Regions from separate parts of the Oryctolagus cuniculus genome. Here region 1 is linked to region 2. A link is a contact called in public Micro-C data. All regions are on one chromosome and are shown on one strand. The core of a region is the stretch at or near the end of the contact, and the rest is flanking DNA. Distances in the headings are between cores, read along the strand shown. Region 1 overlaps LOC103349689 (a long non-coding RNA gene). Region 2 holds the start of SESN3 (sestrin 3).

Region 1 (2,892 bases), core at 142-2,641, 100 kb after region 2:
CCCTTCTCCCTCTCCCTCCCTCTCTCTTTTTCTCCTTCCATGTCTTTCAAATAAATAAAAAATAAACAATTTTTAAAGTAATAAAAATATGTATTTCTCTACATAAGCTAGACAAACTTGGGCTGGGATTTTGATTGTTGCCCTCATTTACTTAGTCGACCTTTTCTTGTCAGACAACATGAAGCTAACCACTCCAGACAATGCCAGACTTAGCATATATTTTAACATAATAGATTTCCTGTCATGAGAATTGTTTCTATTAACTGCAGCTCAATAAAAAAAAGGTCTAGGAGCTGGGAGAAATACACACACACACACACACACAAACATATATATTTATACTGGTGTACATAAAACCTCATGTTAAGTTGCCTGATGTTTTGAATTATTTCAATTTGTCTCCAACCAGAGTGGAGTTAAGTCAGAGTTAATGAGATGGACGAGTCCCTGGAATAAAATTGTGAATTTAAAAACATCACAATATGGTTGCTAGGCTTCACTTTGGGAGCCTCATTTAAGCTATGGAGGGCAGTGTGGGGGGGGTGGGTGGGGGGGGGAATCATGTTTAGAAAAACATCCTCAAAGTTTCAGACGTTCCTGAAATAAAGATACCAGGCGGGAGCATTAATACAGCTGTGTGTTAATCCCTGTGGCTGGAGTTCACCCCGATGATTAATTACCATCCTGTTTGCCTGGTGTTAATAAGCCTTCCAAGGAGCCAGGCCCCGCCCCTCCCCCATCTCTGAAGGTATTCTTCATCTTCAACCCTGTGATTTTCAACCAGAAAAAAAAATAATAGTGGCAGCCCTGGAGGCCTGCCAGAGCGAGCGTTTCTCGTTCTCAGCGCAGTGTTCTCACTGTGTTTGCTTTGCATCTTTTCTCTGACCTCTTTATCTCCCCGACTCCCCCACCCCCCAACATGTGCCATTTCTCCTTAGGCTGTGAAAACGCACGCACAAGTTCACCTCAGCCCCCTCTGTAGCCTCCTGGAGAGCTTAGCAGAAAACAAGTCCCTGCTTGTGGGGAGCTTAGGAAGGCCAACCGGGAAAGCAAGGCTACGGTGGCTGCTCGCCATGGGCTTTCTGTTTCCTACTCTGCCAGATGGTTTCCAACCCCCTTTCAGTTCCAGAACAGCCTAAAGCCCAGGGCAGGCAAGCTGCCCGCCCAGAGTGACATCTGTGTTTCTAGGAAGGCAGTCTTCTGCCCCTCCAACACTTCCTACCCTTCCTGCCTCCACCAGGGGAATCTTGCCTGGAGCAGAGCTGAGAATCCTCCCTACATGCAGACCCCTGGGAGAGGGGACAATGTTTTGCTCCTACATCCTTGGCACTTGAGGAGTCAGTGTCTGAACCTGGGAGGGCACCAACTCACTGGGAGTCTGAAGGGACCATGCTCTTTGCACAGTTGCCAGGAATTCCAGCCATGACAGCTGAAATGAATTGAGGTGCCCTGGAGAGGGCACATGCAGGGAAGACCTGAGACTGGTCTTCTCACCCTCCTGGGGCAGCTCCTGTCCGCCTGACCATTGCAGCTTAGCTGCCATTTGTACCAGAGCTCTTCCTATCACACGAAGGCAGGGACTGTACTGGGTATATCTGTACACTCAATGCCCAGCATGGTGTGTCACAAGCACAGTAGGCCCTTAAGGGCTACCTGCAGAGTGAATGAATGAATGGAAAATTGACTGAGGTCTACCACATGGAGAACAACTTCTAAGTTCCCAGCGTGTTTATCAAGCCTGGCCACCCTGGAACAGTGACATTGGCTGTCACTCTCATCCACACTTGCAGGGACTCCCAAATCTGCCTTTGTATAGTAGGCACTGGGGCCCTTTGCAGCCCTCTGGGGGCTGTGCCAGGGCAGCTGCTTTCCCACCCTACTCCCTCCCCCAGTTGAAATCTCTCTCTCTCTCTTTCTTTTTTCCAAACCTTTCCCCCTGGCTCAGAGCCAGGAAGGCCTCTAAGTCACACTCAGAATTTCCATGACAGTAAATAGACCAAATGAAGCCCTTTCCAGCCTTCTGAAAGAGGTCTCTTCCAACCCCACAGTGTCTGGCAGCATTTTTCTTCCCCCCATTTTGATACAGGCCTGTGGAAGGTCAATGACTCCTTTAAAAAAAAAAAAAAAAAGGAAAACATGGACAAGTGCCCAGTTCCTAACCTGCTGACGGTGCAGTTCTGTGCAGCCAGCCGGCCCCCAGTTCTTTGCCGAAGCCTTCACAGTGAGTTTTCACAAAGGTCTGCAATCTATTATGCTACAGTTGACTGCTGCATTCAAATGTAAAAACAGATCCTTGGATCAACACCCTATAAAAAGCCAAGAAAAAATGTGGTAGTGTTCTTTCCTGGCTTTATCCAAAACCTTTCTGTAGGAGCAAACCTTTGCAACCCAGGGCCCTGTACCTGCGTGGTTTTCCTTGTAGCCTGGTCCATTCGCAATCCCTGCGAGTCATGGAGGCAGCAGCTATTAGCACCCTCACTGTGCAGAGGAAGAGCAAACTCTGCTGAAGGGACTTGATCCCCAAATGATTTTCTCAGCAGCAGAGCTGAGGAAAGACACCTCCAGGGCTTTCATTTCATCCTGCTACCTCCTTGCCTCCAGCCTGCACTAAGCCGTTCTGGAAGATGGTGCTCAAAATACGCTTCCCAGCTAAAACGCAAGTGCTTTCTTAAAATAAAACAACATGCAGGCAGCCCAGAGATCCTGGCCGAGCCCAGACAGAAATGAATTTTCATGCCTTCTTGGACATTGATTGCCACTGGTGCATGAAATCCACATAGGAAAAAATGTTAGTGAAGAAAGATCAACAGGGGATATTTGAAGCTTTGCGGGAAAAGGTACCCATCCCTGTCGGCTCAGCTCATCACCCTTCTCCTGTCTTCTCCCCCACCC
Region 2 (2,893 bases), core at 385-2,884:
CACAAGCTGCCTGCCCTACAATGAGCGGAGCAAGTATCAACTGTAATTTGATCCCGGAGTTTATGGAAAAAAATAACTGCACATATTCAACATGCACATTTAATAAAAATCTGTTTCAAGAGAAACATATCCAATAAACACAATTTAAGGCATTTTTAGCTGTTTGATTAACTTCAAATCTGCAATCCCTCCGCTTTCCTCATGCTCACAAATAAAATAGGGGAAAAAAATGCAGCAGCTCTACTGCAGGGAAAAGAGGCTTGAAAAACAACTTTGATTGGCACTTGGCCTGACCCACAGAGGAAGAAAAACAGTTTTTGGACAAAGAGCGCAAATATTTAAGCTTGCTTACTTACGAGCTTTCTTTCTTTTCCTTTTTAACATGTAAAGAACAATCCTGAAGTGAACTGTGTTTAGGGAAATCGACTAAAACTGGTACCGCATTCATCTCAGTCTCTCAGTCCCCATGCATTTGCACAGCTCAGCAATTTTAATTCATTTGAACTGGACAAACAGAAGCACCTCACCTGATGTTTCCACTCAATGAAATGCAAAAATAAGAGCTCGGAGAAGAATAATCTGACAGCATTATAGGGGCGGCTGTTAAAATCTGATTAAAAACTCTTCTCGATCTAAAGAGACATTTTTTCACACACCCCCGCCCCCACGCACCCCCCCCCCCATCCCCGAGAGAGCAAGCCAAGTAAGCTAAACAATACTAAACTTTCTATCCCTCAATCTGGGAAGCAATAAGCTGGCGGTGCGTCCGGATGGAGCCTGGGGAGGGGGTGCTAGGCAGGGATAACCACATCCACCCCTCCTCCTCCCCCAGCCGAGGAACCGGTAAGGTCGAAAAGCATCTCCCACGGGGCATTAAGTTCAAGATGCTTTACTGGTTCTTTTCATGAGTGAACTACAGACACAGGAGGACCATCGGAAGAACACGGAAAGGGGGCTGCTGGGCAAGGCAAAGCAACCGAACAAACAACACCCCGAGAGTTAGCCACAGCCACGACGGAGCCGGGTTCCTCCAGCCCAGCCCAGGCTGCTCTGATTTCACCCGGACCTCCATCGACAGCCAAACGGCCCAGGGAGGAGGATCGACGAGTGCCTCCCTCCCAGTGTCCGGAGAAGCAAGGTAGGGAGGCGGGCTGGAAAACAGACCGAAGGTAGGCGCGCGCGTGCGCGCGGACACACACACACACACACACAAACACACACACACACACACACACACAGAAAGAAGAATGAAAAAAGATACAGAGAAAAGAAATAAGAAAAAAAAAAAACAGCCCTCGAGACTGGCGTCTGTCCCAACAGAGATGAAAAACAGCAGCGGCCCGAAACCCACGCCCCCTTTTTCGTCTCCGGGTAAGGGGCAGTGCCAGGGGAGACCCCGGAGCCTCGGCCCCCGCGCGCCCCCGGGGCCCCGCGGCGCGAGCTCCGGCCGGCAGGAAGAGCCCCTCCGGGGCAGGACCCCAGGCCCGGGCCGTACCTTCCGCAGCACTTTCCGGCAGTTGGTACAGAGCAGGTAGTTGGCGGCGGCCGACGGGCTGCCGCCGCTCCGGTTCATCGTGGCCGCCGGCGTCGAAGGCTAGGGCGAGGGTGGGCGGCGGGTCGGGTGCACTGTCACTGCCGTCAGCCGCGCCGCTGCGGGGCCGGACCGGCTCGCCGCCGTCGCCGGCCGTGCCTCGCCGCCTCAGCCTCCTCCCGGCGGGATGTCGGGATGGAAGGCGACGGCCAGCGAGAGAGCGGCGCTGCCCGAGGCGACCACTGCGGCGGCTGCCCGAGCGACGGCTGACACGGCGGCGGCTGCTCCTCACCGGCCCGTTGTTCCACCCGCCCCCATCCTCCAGACCCCCGCCCCCGCCAGGCTAGGACGAGCAGCCGCCACCGCTGCCGCTGCTGCCGCCGCCGCCGCCGCCGCAGCTCCTCAGTGCGGCCCCGCCCCCGCCGCCCCACCACCTTCACCACCTCCACGCTTCGGGACCGCCCCCTCCCGCCAATCGGACAGCTCCGGCCACGCCCCCGGGTCGCTAGCACACAGCCAATGAGCTTTTAGATCCCGGTTGGGCGCCGCGCCGACCAATCGTAAAGGCCGAGGACGCCTTGAATCTCCGGGCAAGTTAAGTTTATCTCCGAGGCTCGGAACCGAAGGGAGATGGCGGGTTAGTTGGGTAGCGGGGTGGGAGGGAATACAGTGTGCGCTATTCCACCAATAAGAGGAAGGGGGTGTGTCGTATGCAAACGAACCTGGAAGACTAGCGCCGCCCCCGCGGTAAGCCACTCCTCCTCGTCTGGGTCCCTGGCGCTGTGGAAAGCAGAGTGAGATAAATTGCTGGGAGCTAGAGCTCGCTAGAGGGACCAAGACTGAGCTAAACATTTCGTGATCTCTTGAGGAGGGAAGGGGGAGCTAAAACGTTATTTTCCACCGGGGTAGGGACTAGGCTTCCTGTCAGCCAAAATCCAAGCTTGGCTGTAAAGAAGGCAATGGGGTAGCGCTTTGCCTTTAGGATCTCGAAGAACTTTATGCATCACTGAGATTGCGAGCTCTGTGAGAAAGCCCAGAGATGGGAGTGGGGTAAGGGATGTGGGTAAAGAAATCTGAGGTATATTTCAGCAATCAGTCGAGCGTTTGTGTTGGAGCATTTCCCTCTCGCCCCCCTCCCAGCCGTGGAAGTTCCTCGGCTTGTCCGTCACGAAAGGGCTAGCGAGAGCGAGGTCAGTCTCGTCACCCCCATAGGCCGGCTCTGAGGCAGCCCGTCCGATTCGTGCGGAGAGAGCTCAGAGCCCTGCCCGGGAAGGCAGCCTCAGAGAGCAAACTGCCATTTAAAACTATTGCTCTGGACCTGCCTCTCCCAGAGCTCAAAAAAATGGTGAGTCAGGGGCTCGG

The links. A called contact is a pair of places that touch in the nucleus more often than the background predicts.
Region 1: a contact with region 2 is called in a Micro-C map of ear pinna, with 2.2 times the contacts expected there. The contact joins the enhancer-like site here to the promoter of SESN3 in region 2. A contact is called at or near these places in 2 of 6 Hi-C or Micro-C datasets (ear pinna and psoas muscle).

What each region holds. Positions count from the first base shown.
Region 1 is chr1:86,705,495-86,708,386 of mOryCun1.1, forward strand. All of the region lies in intron 3 of LOC103349689 (a long non-coding RNA gene), which reads left to right. Among named protein-coding and RNA genes, the nearest start is that of SESN3, 100 kb to the left of the region's middle. Within about 2 kb of position 1,392, at least 2 of the 8 cell types and tissues checked have an H3K27ac peak or open chromatin away from gene starts, as enhancers often do. A contact at or near this core is called in ear pinna, where this site is marked.
Region 2 is chr1:86,604,179-86,607,071 of mOryCun1.1, forward strand. SESN3 (sestrin 3) reads right to left here and starts at 1,635. Exons shown (of 11, transcript XM_008262422.4): 1 at 1,496-1,635. It overlaps LOC103349689 (a long non-coding RNA gene), which reads left to right and starts at 2,261. Exons shown (of 4, transcript XR_011390185.1): 1 at 2,261-2,876.